Regions from separate parts of the Rattus norvegicus genome. Here region 2 is linked to region 1. A link is a contact called in public Hi-C data. All regions are on one chromosome and are shown on one strand. The core of a region is the stretch at or near the end of the contact, and the rest is flanking DNA. Distances in the headings are between cores, read along the strand shown. Region 1 overlaps Fhip1a (FHF complex subunit HOOK interacting protein 1A). Region 2 has its middle 52 kb from the start of Sh3d19.

Region 1 (7,010 bases), core at 1,289-3,788:
CGTGCCTCCGGTGACCTACTTCCTGTCTCTGGTGACCTACCTCCTGCCTCCGGTGACCTACTTCCTGCCTCTGGTGACCTACTTCCCGCCTCCGGTGACCTACTTCCTCCATCCAGCCCTGTTCACCTATGAACATCTCAGTGGATTAACTCATGGGTGAGTTCACTGGTGAAGTTAGTTAGCGCACATGATCCAGTTATCTCTTAAAAGTGCCATCAGCTGGGATATCAACACATAGAGCCTTCAGGGGACATTTTATATTAAACTACACTCCTCCGTAGGAGAATTAATTTTATCGTTCACTCATTTTTTTGTGCACATTCGGCTGCTAATTCAGAGGATATGGAATATAGATTTCTATTTAAACAATGAGAGAGATATGACTTTTAGTGTTTGTTTTGACATGTCTTACCTGGTGCCATGGTGTCAGGGTGGCATTTAGCATCCATGAATGTTGAGCCAGTGTGGGTGACTAAGGGTGGTGAGGGCCCCAGTACGACACCCATCAGTTTAGGGTTCTGTATGGACTCCACGTTGGGATTGCCTGGGTGCTGTTGGGAGTTTGTCTTGCTGCTGTCATTTGCCATGATTTAGCAGTATGTGGAGGACAGTGCCACTTCACCGATGTGTTCAGCCTGACAGTAAAAAGCATCTTCATGAATCAGTATAAACGGAGCTCACTGCCAAAGCAATCTGAAATAAAGTTCCAGAAAAGTCCATATAATCTGAGTTTTCCTTACCTGTGTTCTGAGATAGTGGGAAATAGGAAAAAGACCACTCAGGCAGGTGGATTACCAGGTAGCATCTTCATTACTTGTAAAACTTACGCTGGAGAGTAGGGCTTCTTGTAGATGACATTTTCTAGTGTTGGACCTCAGAATTAGATTAGCCATAGAAGCTGTGGTAGGAGGAGCACAGACAAATGTGTGCTTCCTGCCAGAACACTGGCCTCCGGAGAGAAGAGGAGAAGAGGTGGACTCAGTCTCTCATCACCTCCTGGGGAGAAAGGCTGGAAGAGGCAGGCAAAGCCCTCTGCAGATCATGAGTGGTGGACAGACACAGGCTTCACTCTCCTGTGCCCAGGCTCCAAAAGCCTTATCTCCCATACATCTAACTAGGTTATAAAAAAAATGGCTATTATAGGTTTCTCCATTCCAAAGAATGTGCCCTGTTACCCTCAGAAGACCATTTGGACCCCTTTGCCTGGCTTTGCAGACTGCGTCTAACCTGGCCGCATGCAGCCTGTCACCCTCTGCAGGGTCTGCTCTTGTTCCCATACTCCTGCTGGGTTGTCCCTTTTACTTCCTGCCTGTCCACCCAGAGTGCATTTATTTAAGTCCCAGAACAAGCTCCACACTGAGACAAGCTTTGCACTTGAGCACACATTGATTTCTGTCATCTGTAAACCGCCTCTGAGCTGTCATGTGCGATCAAGGCCAGGGCTCAGCACCTCTGTCATTGTATGGGCTTCGTCGGCCAGTGTGTTAGGGCCTGCAGACACGTTTTGTCCTTCTGTGTATCTTCACTTGTGTATATGCAGTTCACGTGATCGATTCACAATTGGCAGAGCAAATGTATCAGAGGAACAGTGGCATCCTTTTTACCGCACTGGTTGTATTTCTTATGCTAGGAAGTGAGACACTTGAGACACACAATTCACATTAGCTCCAAGTCAGAGGGTGTCAGGATTTTAGAACCAAGGTCATGGTTCTCTAGGTCAACATCAGTGTTTTACAGCTAAGAATGGTTGTGGGAAGGGTTGGGGATTTAGCTCAGTGGTAGAGCGCTTACCTAGGAAGCGCAAGGCCCTGGGTTCGGTCCCCAGCTCTGGAAAAAAAAAGAACCAAAAAAAAAAAAAAGAATTCATTTTAAAAAAAAGAATGGTTGTGGGAGAAACAAGGCTTCTTCCTGGTTGTAGGCCGTCTGTCAGATATACGGCCTTAGATTAGCCCTCGAAGAGTTAGTGGGAAGCTCAATGATTGCATTAAATGGTCCAGTGAGCCTTTCAAGGTATGTTTCTGTTATCTTACAGAGCCTAACAGCTACGGTTTTGTCCAGTTCTATGGCAAAATGCTCTACATGGACGCTTCTGCCATACCTCACTGCTGCCCTTCTTGTATTGTGTGTGTGAATGCACTGTGGAGGATTTACGGGTGTGTGAGCTTGTGCTATACCTGTAGCTACTGAGACAACAAAAGTGTCTTGGCCTGCCCGGGGCCCCAGATACTAAGCATTAAATGCAAGTGTCTTCTCACTGCACGCCATCTTATACTACCCCACAATGCTACCTTAAGTCGTTACCCAGCGTCCCTCAGAGGATCTCAGCTCAGAAAGAAAGCTCACTTGTATTCTCTGATCAGTAAACCTCAAGGGCAGTTACCACAGTACTTAGTCACCAGGGCAAGCCATTATAAACTAGGTTCCTCAAGAGGACAACAGCTTGTATGGGGGCTAGAAGAGGAGCAGATAGCTCTCTGCCAGGATGACCCAACACCAGGAGCTGGGATAGATGAAAGACGAGAGCTGGCTAGCCAGCTCCTGGCACCTACATGCTGGGCGACGGCATCTTTACTTGTGTGGAGTGGTGTGGAGTGTAGTGCAGTGTGGCATAGTGTGGTGTGATGAGTGGGGTGGTGTGCTGTGTGATGTAGTATTGTGTTGTGTAGTGTGGCATTGTGTTTCTTAAGGTCCTCGATGATTGTGTTTATTTTTTATAGAGAAATTGCAGTCATAACTAAACATGCTATTTTGGTTATTTGTGTTACTTTCTTTCCATTAAATTTAAAACTTTTCTAGAATTCTTATGAAACTAAATATTAGTATTGATTCTTATTTGTTAGCAGAAAACTCAGTAGGGAATGTTATACAGATACAATGTTTTAAAGAGTCACACATTAATGAGTTATAAAGTCAGCTTGATAGGTCATGGCTAGCATTTAAAATAGAAGCAAGTAATAAATATCAGAATGCACACCGTGCTTATCCCTGGCGAGCACCGTGTGCTGGGCCATGTGCTTTTTACGATGAGTCAGGGTGTAATCAATCTTGGAGGGACTGCTGTCATGCGTCTGAGGGGAGGGACTGATGTCATGTGTCTGAGGATTACTTGAAGGTGGGGTCACAGCAGCCATTCCACTTCTGCTTTATTATCAGCTGTCAGCGTTGGCTGCCCTTCTCTTATTATGAAACACTCATTTCATTAATTATTTCAGCACATTTATTTTGAGTACCCAGTATGTGCCAGGCAGTGCCTTAAATGCTGGGGAGGAGATCTCTGTTAACATTTACAATGCAAATCACCTTGGTTTAAGAGCAACCCCTGCATTGGTTTGCACAGATTAAGCTGTGGATCACAGAGACCTCCCTTCCCAGATCCTTTCCCACTCCTAGCATGGCTTCTATTTATAGACTATGTTCCTGATCAGAACACAGGCAGTAGCCACAGCCAGATGCAGAGGAAACCCGTTTTTAAACTACAAAGTCAGAGTTTCTTCTGAGGAAGGGGACTGAACTTGGGGAAAACGTTTCCTAGTGTCTCCCATAAATCCAGAGCTTCTTAGCTATTAGTGAATTGTGTTTCTCTTGATGGGAAGCTACAAGTCTCTGTGATTGTAGCTACAGGAGAGACCCAGGCACTGCAGAGCCATGGGCAGACCTGGGCAGGTTGTCTACTGCAGTCTACGGCACTGCAAGGAGAGATGAGCTCACACTTTCCTTGCCAGGCTTTATGCCTTGGTGAGGGGGCTGTCTCCACAGAAAGCAGAGGCAAATCTTTAAGGATTAAAAAGCACCCTCTCTTCTGACCAGACCATCGGCTAAACAGACCATGGGCTGGGGAGAGCTACCTCTATCCAAGGTAGCCCTTTCCCAAATAGCTGACATGAGTGCTCTGTCAGCTCAGAGGTGGGTGTCTCAGGAAGCCTGCCGGTGCCATTGAACAATTGCCCCCAGACGTGCCTGATTCTGTCCTGTCAGCTCCAGGTCTTCTTGCCTGGTCTTACCATGTTTTAGACTCACAGAAGTTAGGTGACCAAGTGTATCTTCTGTCTTCCCACACAGATGAGCACAGAGTTCTGTTTTAGAGTCTGAGGCGGGCAGTGCCATTCTATCTGCCGTGCTCTCTTTGTAGGAGAAGAAATTAAACTTCCAGTGACTTCTGATTTGAACTGAGAAATTAGATTTCTCTCTTTAATCCCAATGAGTGCACGGAGGGCCTCCCTCTCCCTCACACAGAAGACACAAAACAAGACTTACACAAAACCCCCGCCTTATCCATGGAAGCCGGGTGGTGGTCACCTCAGAAACAAGAGGGAAAGAGCTGCTCCGAAGTTTGGGGTGAATCATTTATTCTTCCCCAATGCACCATCCCAAGAGAGTGTTTGAAATTGATCAGCAGAAAACGTCCTGTGAGTTTATCTTCGGGCGAGTTGTAAGAAAATGGAGGGTGAGGAGCCCAGCCGAGGGGTGTTGCCTGCTTGTTACTATCTTGCCTTGGTTGTCTCTTGCCCCATGCTGGCTCCCTGTAGGAAATGTTGCCCCTTGTTTCTGTTTGACTTGCATCCTGATGAGATGCTCTGCTGAGCCTATCCAGTGCCAGATGATGAGCAGGTTTGTGGATGACGGAAGGAAAACGACCACAATGACTGGAATTATTGAATTTGTTCTGACACACACGTGTGTGGTTTCGGTCTCTCCATTGTGTGGAGATTTCTTTGTGGTTCATGGAAAATAAGCCAGGAGTGAAATTTGTCTTTTGTTATCAGAGCTTGTTTTTGTTATAGTTTTTGTGCCTGGGAAAATTGGTCTAAATATAAAATTCTGCCCCAAAATGATGCACTTAGCCCAGCAGGCAGATAGAGTCCGGGGAGAAAGTGCAGGCACAGGATGCGACCCTGCCTTCTGTAGTCTGCTGCCTGAGACCTTAGCCCAGACATTCCCCTTCCACCCGTGAGTTGGGAATCAGCCTTACCAGGATTAAATAGGGCTGTCATGTTAATCTGGAATAGACATGAGGGAAAGCCTGAGGAAGCATCTCTTTTCCCCAGTGGATCACTCCTGAGTTAGGCTTTGTGTTTTCAGTGAAGTAGTATTCACTATACATGGAAATTTTCCGTTACTCAGATAATCAGCAGATGAACCTACCTACCAGTGAGGCACCGCGACGCCAAGCTTTCTTTCTGTTTCTTCTTTTATAGCAGATCTCCCCATGCCCATCTCAGTCTATTGAGTATGTTCTGAGCACTTGACCGCACCGTGTTCTTTGAGAACTGGCTCAGTAGGTCAGATGTCCGTGTTTCTGCAGAAAGTCGGCAGTCCTAGAAGAAGGATAAATATATGAAGAAAACTGAAAATGACACTGATTTATCTGGAAAAATGGAGGTGAAGAAGATTGGTATAAGAAGAAAGTTGCATTTGGGCCACACTTAGCAGCCATATTGCTGGCTCTGTTGTCCAGCCTCAGATTACCTTTCTTCTTTAACCCTGTTCCTGGAGGAACTGCCTTTCTAGGGAGTCAGTTCTCAAAAGATCACAGGGAAGCCACAAAATAATATACTCAGCAGATTCCTTCAATATACGGGAAACATTCAGCAGCTGAGGGACAATGATGTTCTTACCACTTCTCATGCTGAAAATAGTAAACTTGAGTCCAGGATCCAGAGTGTTTCTCAGTTAGTAAACAAGAAAGGGCTGGAGGGCGCTGTGTTTGGAACAGTTCTCCCGTCTTTGCTTTTGACTTACTCCCACCCCGGTCTCCTCACTAATTCTGGCCTCAGAGTTAGACTGTGAAGTTCACTCTGACATACTATTTGGAGTATGCCCTCCCTCCTTCCTCCTCCTTTCTCCTTTCTGTACTGGCTGGCCTAAATTCCTATGTAACCCAGGCTAGTCTCTTTGAACTCACATCCTCTGCCCTGGCCTCCCACGTGCTAGCATTACAGGCATGTGACATCATTCTTGGCTTGCAGTACCTCAGTAGCCAAACTCTATTAGATGAAGTTTAGTTACACTGAATCATATATTAAATTATAGTCTGGTAAATCACATTGAAGCTAGGGGGTATAAATAATATGCATGTGGTGCCGGATAAGAAGCTTTGAAATTAGCCCTTTGCTAATTTCTTCAGAGAGTTGGGGGTTGGATTGTGGTTTATGATGGGCAAGGGAAAAACAAAACCATGTTGGTGTTATAAGGATGGCTTGGGCACCTCTCATGTGAGCAGAGGCCTCTAAGACACGGCCATTGTTTGTTGGCAATAAAAACATTATTTCTCTCTAAATTATTGTTTAACTGGTCCTGTGGGATTAGAATGATCTGTAAATAGATGCCCATGGCAAATAGGAAAAAAAAATAATGTTTTAGAGAATCCCGTGTCCCATGTAAGACCATCGTTTCTTAGGATACATTTAGAGTCCCCTGATTTCTTCTGTCGCAGCCCCCTCCTAATTCTGTAAAGTACTGACAAGGGAGCAGGAGAGGAGGGAGACAGAAGAGCTCTCTTTCTGTATGAACTGCTGTACTTTCTCTCCACTGCTAAAGTGCACTTAGAGAAGCACATTTTGTTTCATCTGTAACCGGTACCCCTGATTACCATACCCTCATTTAGATTGTTTTAAATGGACACCGCAGCTCAGAAAACGATAGTCACTTTTCCTGTTAGTCTTATCTGTGCATTTGTCTTTAATTCTCAAATACAAATAACTACCCCCATTTTACAGAGGAGGAAGAGATTAAATGGCACCGTGCAGTTCATATAGTAAAAAACGTTAGGTTTGAGCCTGAGTCTGCCCACCTGAAAATTCTGTGCTCTTTCTGAAGTCCACTGTCTGTCCAGGGCTGGCCATCATTCTCTCCGAGGCTCACATGACTCCTTAACTCCTGGTTCAGATCTAAGTCCCGGTCTCAGATTGCCCAGTGTTCTGGCCTTTGTGTACAACACTTAGAATAGTGTTTGGGCTGTCTTTCCATCCCCACCACTAAGTGCTGAATTTTCAATGTGTTCAACATATGTT
Region 2 (7,010 bases), core at 1,205-3,704, 240 kb before region 1:
ATCCCCAGAGTCAGGAACTAGAAGAAGGGATCCCAAGTAGCTGAAAGTCCAAGAAGAAGTAGGAGCACATCGCCGCTGGGACGGGGGAGGAAGGAATTTCTAGCAGGGGGTGGTCAGGGTGGTTCGCAGAGAGGCCGGAGGGAAGGAAAACCTCGATAAAGCTGGTCGTTGTATGGAGCTACACTGTCCCAAACAGCCCGTGGGTTTTTTGTTTTACAATCAAATGAAAAGCCTAAGATATTAATAAGCTTTGAAATAAAGCGTGTATGCAAGTGAACATCAGAGACGCAGCAACCTGCGGGCGGAGATGACCACACTGTACAGTCACGCACAGCATTTCTGCTCTCAAAGAAACTTGGGGGACATTATTCAAACTCATCTTTGGAACATTCTTGGGACGATTATAGCCTGAAAGGAGCCAGAGAACAATGTTTTCACCGCGCTCTTGCTTGATTACTGTCACCGTTGTGTGACCGTTGATACTGACGATAAGTAACTTTCCAGGAACTTCGTGACGGAAAATGAGATGATGACGGCGGCGATGAGGAATACCCTGCACTTAGCTAGCATAAAGTGACGTGAGTTTTTCCCTTTCACCTTCAAACACTCTGTGAAATATCGTATCTCCAGTTTATGTATGCGGACAGCTTATAAGAGCCGTGCTAAAAATAGATACATTGAACAGGGCCGGAGTATTCCAAATAGGTGGGATTTCTGTGTTTCATTATCTTGAGCTCTGCCTAGAATGCTGAAGGAAATTTTATCACGGAACAAAACTGAACATCAGGGTACATCAATCCCTGCCTGTGTGTAGACACAGCTGGAAGGCATATGCATTTGTCAGAAATTTTCATGTTGTAAATGACAAAGCTCTTATCAAAACCACTTAGAAAAACACAGTAAAGGGAGGATGGGCTGACTCGGGGATGGAAAAGGCTGGGGGTAGATGGTTCGTCTTAAGGTTTAGCTGCGCCTGAATCCAAGGGCTTGTTTAGCACAATGAAAGTAAATCACACCTTGGATGCAGTGTGCAGGGCAGGAGTGGGCATGGGCCAGGGTAGGGAAGCAAGGCAGATGTTCATGTGCCTCAAGGGACAGACGTAGGTAGGGAATCAGCAGTTTCCCATGGGGAAGATCAGTTGCTTTTAGAAGAAAGAATGGTTGGTAGGTATCAAACCCAGCAGGTCTCCAAAACCAGTCCTGCTTTCAAGCAGCGCTCTCCCCGCCTCAGAAATTCTTACTCTTAGAACTACTTCTTTTTTTCTTTTTTAAAGATTTATTTATTATATGTAAGTACACTGTCGCTGTCTTCAGACACACCAGAAGAGGGCATCAAATCTCATTATAGATGGTTGTGAGCCACCATGTGGTTGCTGGGAATTGAAATCAGGACCTCTAGAAGAGCAGTCAGTGCTCTTTAACCACTGAGCCATCTCTCCAGCCCTTAGAACTACTTCTTTAAGACTTGGGCCTAGGGCTAGAGAGATGAATCGGTTAGGAGCACTGACTGTTCTTCCAGAGGTCCTGAGTTCAAATCCCAGCAACCACATGGTGGCTCACGACCATCTGTAATGGGATCCGATGCCCTCTCCTGGTGTGTCTGAAGACAGCTACAGTGTACTCATATAAATAAATAAATCTTTTAAAAAACAAAATACTTGAGCCTAAAAGGTTTCCTTCACTGAGGCAAAGGCTTGCAGTGTTGGTGGTATGTTGGTGGTCATGTGCATAGCCTAAAATTCTTTTGGAAATGTGGGTGTCTGGGTTTACCTCCTTGTGAAGTCCAGTGGCCTGGTGATACAACATCAGCTGTAGAGCACGTTCCTGGCTTTCATGAGGGCCCTGGGTCCGTATCCAGTACTGAAAGAGCAAGCAATGCCTGTGGTCCCATCAGTTGGGATTTAGATGCAGGAGGATCAGGAATTCAAGGTCATCCCTGACTACATAGCAAAATAGAGACCAGCATTAGCTACATTACTCTATCTTTTTGATTTTTTTTTGCTAAAATATACGTTCTCTGTATATACAAAAAAAAAAAAAAGAAAGAAAGAAAGCAAGCAAGCAAGCAAGCAAGCAAGCAAGAAAACAGGAAACCATCCACACCCCGAGCTTCATCCCTACTGGAACAATACTTCGTGCACAGTTAATAGCCTCCCTCCCAGACCTTCCCCTCCCTTGCTCTTCCTTCTCGGTGTCAGTGTCTGTGCTATTCAGTAGTTGCCCGGGAACACTGACAGAGATAAATATAATGGCATTTCCTGGAGAGAATATACTGCCCTATACACTACCACGTTGTGGGTTTTTGCACACTAGATTTCCACTGTGTCTGTTTGGGAATTACTGTCTCCAAGGTACGAGAAAGAATGGGTAAAGGGAGGAGACACTCCTGCCCTGTAGGGAAGGAGATTAGTTTGTGGGGCATTACTGTTTACAGTCCGTGAAACATGTGGAAGGCAACCAAACCACTGGAATCCAAAGAACCCGGAGCCTTAGGAGTTCTTGTTTAGCATGTGGAAAGTCCCGGAGAGAAGAAAAGCTCCACTTGTTTGAGGACTTGCTTCAATATGACTAAAGCAAAAGGGCTTGATCAAGGGAGATGCGGGGAGGAAGGACAGACGCTGCAGCTGGGTGGGTTTTTGTTTGTTTTAGTTAAATGCTCAAGACACTAACGTAGTGTTTATTACAAGGGAAATATCACACAGTCTATCAGTTTGAGCTTGTAAATTTCCAATTTGAGAGCTGAAGGAAAACCGTCACAGTTTTAAGTTGGATTTAAAAATCGGTCAGGAAAGGACGCTAAGCAGCTTGGCTGAGGCCTCCGTGCTGCAGTACCACTCATGGCCACAGGGATGCAGTGCAGCTCAGCAGACAGTAGGAACCCTAAAGAGAGGCGGGTTCCAGGGACTCCCTTGCTAGGGCAATAAAACCCGATCTCCTGGAACCAGGTGGAAGACATTCTTTATCCCTATCATCCATCTCGTCCCTCGGTTCACCGTAACTTCTGTGGCTTATTAAATGACAGTTACTACAGGCTTATTACACGGTCCCTACTCCAGTGAACAGTGGTCATGCCTTGTGGAATTTTTTGAAATAGAAATATTTAATGATGAAGGGCTGGTAAAACGACTTGTTAAATGGTCATTCGAAGAAACGCAGTGCAGCTATGTAAATGTGTGTTCCAGACATTACTTAAAGGTAGGAACAATGATAAATGAGAATAAATTTTGTTAAAAAAAAAAAGACAAGCCTGCTATGGTGACACAGTTGTAACCCCTGTACTCAGAGTGTTAAGGCAGGGGGATTGCAAGTTAGAGACTAGCTTGTGCCTCACAATGGGATGTTGTCTAAAAATGAAAAAAAAAGTGTGTGGGTGCCTGGGTATTGAGAAGGTGGCTTAATTGGTAAAGTGCTTGATGCTAAGCACAAGGACCTGAGTTTGGATCCCCAGCATCCAGTTAAAAAGCAGGGCACTGTAACCCCAGAGCTGCAGAAGTAGATGAGAGGATCCCTGGGATTTGCTGGCTAGCTCTAGGTTCAGCAAGACCCTGTTTCAGAAACTAAGGTGTCAGGTCATTAAGGAAAGACACTCCCATGTAAACCTCCACGTCACGAATGCCCACGAATCTGTGCCCATGTGTGACCACAAATACCAGCCCCCAATCAAACAACGACAATAACAGAAGCAAAATCCAGATACCCAAACGATTTGAGATTCTAGTGTTACTGAAGTGTTTAAGAGGCACGTACACAGAATAAAATCTGTAATCGGTAGACATATTGTTGAAGTCTTATTTTCCTCTTATGTTTTATAATTTTATAAAATACAGAACACAAACACTTTTGTAGTTAGGAGAAAATTAATGAGGGAAATACCCAAACAGATGACTATCTAGTCTTCCACATGAAGAAAAGGACAGATCTTAAGTTAGCTGAGGCTGGTGATGCTTACGGTACCGCTCCACATTTCCTCACTGATAGGCTCTCCCTTAATGCTGGCCAGAGATTGAGAAGCCAACTCACAAGGCCTTGGAAAGAACATTTCAACAAATCACTAATTAGTTGTAATTATATATGATCATTAATTTTCTTATGGCTTTTAAATTTCCCTGTAGCGAGCACACAGGGTTTATTTAAAGTTCTTACAAATAAAAGTGTATATGTAAATATTGGCTATGGGGTTGTCACTTACATTCTCCTTTAGTTTAATCTTCACTTTATTTCCTTAGCGTTGACTTCATGAAGCAATCAAGTCAGACATCTTGGAGTGCCCTGCTCTCTGAACATGCCTGATTATTTCTGGAGGTGCCCTTGAATACGCCCGATGTATTTCCTGGAAACAGGAAATTAAGCCACAGGCAGGAAGAGATTCAGGTCACATATTTTGGCAGACGTGTGTGCTGGGAAATGCTGTGTACGTCATAATTTATACTATCGGGAGTCATATCAGGTTGTTCCAGTTCAGGGTCAGTCCGTGGTCACTTGGCCCCATGCCGTTGGACAGAACACGCTGCCAGGAGACTATGCTAGAAGAGGCTTCTTACCACCTGGTGGACAGTAAGCAGAAAGACAAACAGACACATTTAAAATGTATTTACTTATTTATTTTGGTGTTTCAAGACAGGTTGTTTTTCTGTGTAGCCTCAGAGGTTTCTTTTTTATTTTTGAGATTATAATATAATTACATCATCTCCTCCTTCCCTTTTTCTTCCTCCGCCCTCCCCATCTACCCCTCCTTGCTCTTTTTCAGATGCATGGACTTTTTTTTTTTCATTAATTGTTGTCACACGCATATATGTATGCACATCTATATCCCTAAGTACAACCTGCTCAGGCTGTGTAATGTTACTTGTATGCCTATATTTTCAGGGCTGACCATTGGGTATTGGACAACCAACTGGTTTGCTCCTCCCTGGGGAAGATCATTTCTCCCGCTCTCCGCATTCCTTAGACGCCTGCAGCTCTGTGTAGGGCTGAGGCCTCATGGGCTTTTCCCCGTCCACTCTGGCCTGTCTGTCGTCTTTGTCCAGCTCACATTTATCCAGTCGTGTTGGTGAGATGTGATGGGTGCAGCTTCTGACGCCACTGAGAGAGACAGACTCACAGCAAAGTCCCCATCCTGTGGTTCTCACAGTCTCTCGGCTCCCTCTTCTGAAATGTATCCCCCACGACTAACATCTCACAGGAGAGCTGGTTCTAGGTGGCGGTGTACTTGGTATATTGGTGGGTCCATGTTGACGTATTATTATTAAAGTTCCAGTTTACTCATGGCTCAGTCTTTGTGTGGTATATCTATGCGTTCTGACGAAGTATACGGTCACATATATGTACCCTCGTAGTATCTCACTAACAAATGGCCAGACAGGTTTGATTTATCAAACGATCTGTAGTATTGATTTTTGTATATTGATCTTACATCCTGAAACCCTATTAATCCTATTTGCTAGTTCGAGTGTCTTTCTTACAGATTCCACTCCGTTTTCTATGTGCAGGAGCACTTCGTCTGCTAAGAACAGTTTTCCCCTTTCTTTCTGGATGCTCCAGCACGGTATTTCCCAACCTTCCCAACGAGGCTCCTGACACAGTTCCTCATGTTGTGGGGACCCCCAACCATAAAGTTCTTTTGTCGCTACCTCATAACTATAGTCTTGCTTGTGATAGGAATTGTAATGTAAATATCCAATATGCATGATATCTGATACATGACCTCCAAAAGGGTTGCGACCCACAGGTGGACAACCACTAGCACAAAATCTATACTTTATGATGTTAAGAGTATTTCAAGTTTTTAAGTTCTTTTTGGTGTCTTACTATGTAGCTCAGGTTAGCCTTGAACTTGTGATTCCCTTGTCTCTGTGTCCCGAGTGCTAGCTAAGGTGCACGCACACAGTTTAAGGTTTTATGATAAACTATGATTTTATATGCAGAAAATCATAAATGATCTTTACTAGTTTGAGGAAGTTACCTAGCTTTTGAATGTTCGTAGCTGAATTTTGTCAACTATCTTTTCTGCATCCATTCCGATGATTATAGGTGGTCTTTTAATTTGTCAAGATAGTGGATTACGCTGATTAATTTGTTCATAAGTTACCAGAGCTGCGTTTCTGACGTGAACTCCACTGGTCATGACGTATTATGCTTTCTGAATTTCAGTCTTTCAGTCAACAAAGGGATGCGCTCCAAGGCCCACAAAGATGACTCGACCTCTGCATACCAGGAAGGACTCACTTGGTCCCTGTGTTGTCTTGGTTGTCAATTTGATAACTAAAGGAGGAAAGGTCTTTTCCAGAGTTGGTGGCATCTGCTGGCCTCTCCATGGCTCCGCTGCTTGTTGGCGAGGGTCTGCGACCTGTTGCTGCTGCAGTTCCTCACTGACCTCAGAACTCAGCTTCCGTCGTCCAGTGTGGACTGAAGACGCGTGGTTCAACATGGACTGGAGGTCAGCAGCTCGCCAGGGGTCCTCTAGGCCTTCAGCACCAGATGTTGCTCTGGACTCTTCAGTATGCAGCCTATCTAGTCAGTTTCATCTAAGCAATCTAATAAATTTGCATGCGCGCGAGCGCGCGCGTGCGTGCGTGCGTGCGTGCGTGCGTGCGTGTGTGTGTGTTCTAGCAGTTTATTTCTCTGGGAGACCCTGATGAATACTGGCTGTGAAGATCTGTGCACCTAGGGACCTATGGCCTCATGAGGTATATGCTCTGTGATCACGTGACTGAGCCCAGGGCCTGGTTTAATGCTGGAACATTAAACCAGTGTCTCTCACAACTGGACAGTTACATTACAGCTCTTTCTTTCTGGGACAAGCCCAAAGGAGAGTGGTGACCAGAAATCTCCACAGTGAGAGAAGGCCACGTATTGCACAAGTGTGTGGCTTTTGCTTGAAGGGAAGATGGACAGATTTGATTATGTACTGATTTGTGGGCTCCAGTCAAATTGGCTGGATGGTTGGTGACTTGGAAGAAGGATGCTTATAAAGCTGCTGAGAAAGGTGTCTGGGGAGGGGACCCAGGAAT

Evidence for each region. Hi-C and Micro-C count contacts between places; a contact is called where the count stands out from the background.
Region 2: a Hi-C map of hepatocytes shows a contact between it and region 1, with 2.6 times the contacts expected there. The contact joins two enhancer-like sites. A contact is called at or near these places in 10 of 12 Hi-C or Micro-C datasets (the A7r5 cell line, the Rat2 cell line, Schwann cells and 6 more) and 1 of 1 datasets of contacts at active chromatin or transcription factors (oligodendrocytes).

The regions. Positions count from the first base shown.
Region 1 is chr2:173,357,334-173,364,343 of GRCr8, reverse strand. All of the region lies in intron 3 of Fhip1a (FHF complex subunit HOOK interacting protein 1A), which reads left to right. Among named protein-coding and RNA genes, the nearest start is that of Fhip1a, 29 kb to the left of the region's middle. Within about 2 kb of position 2,538, at least 5 of the 93 cell types and tissues checked have an H3K27ac peak or open chromatin away from gene starts, as enhancers often do.
Region 2 is chr2:173,598,590-173,605,599 of GRCr8, reverse strand. No RefSeq gene overlaps it. Among named protein-coding and RNA genes, the nearest start is that of Sh3d19, 52 kb to the left of the region's middle. Within about 2 kb of position 2,454, at least 17 of the 93 cell types and tissues checked have an H3K27ac peak or open chromatin away from gene starts, as enhancers often do.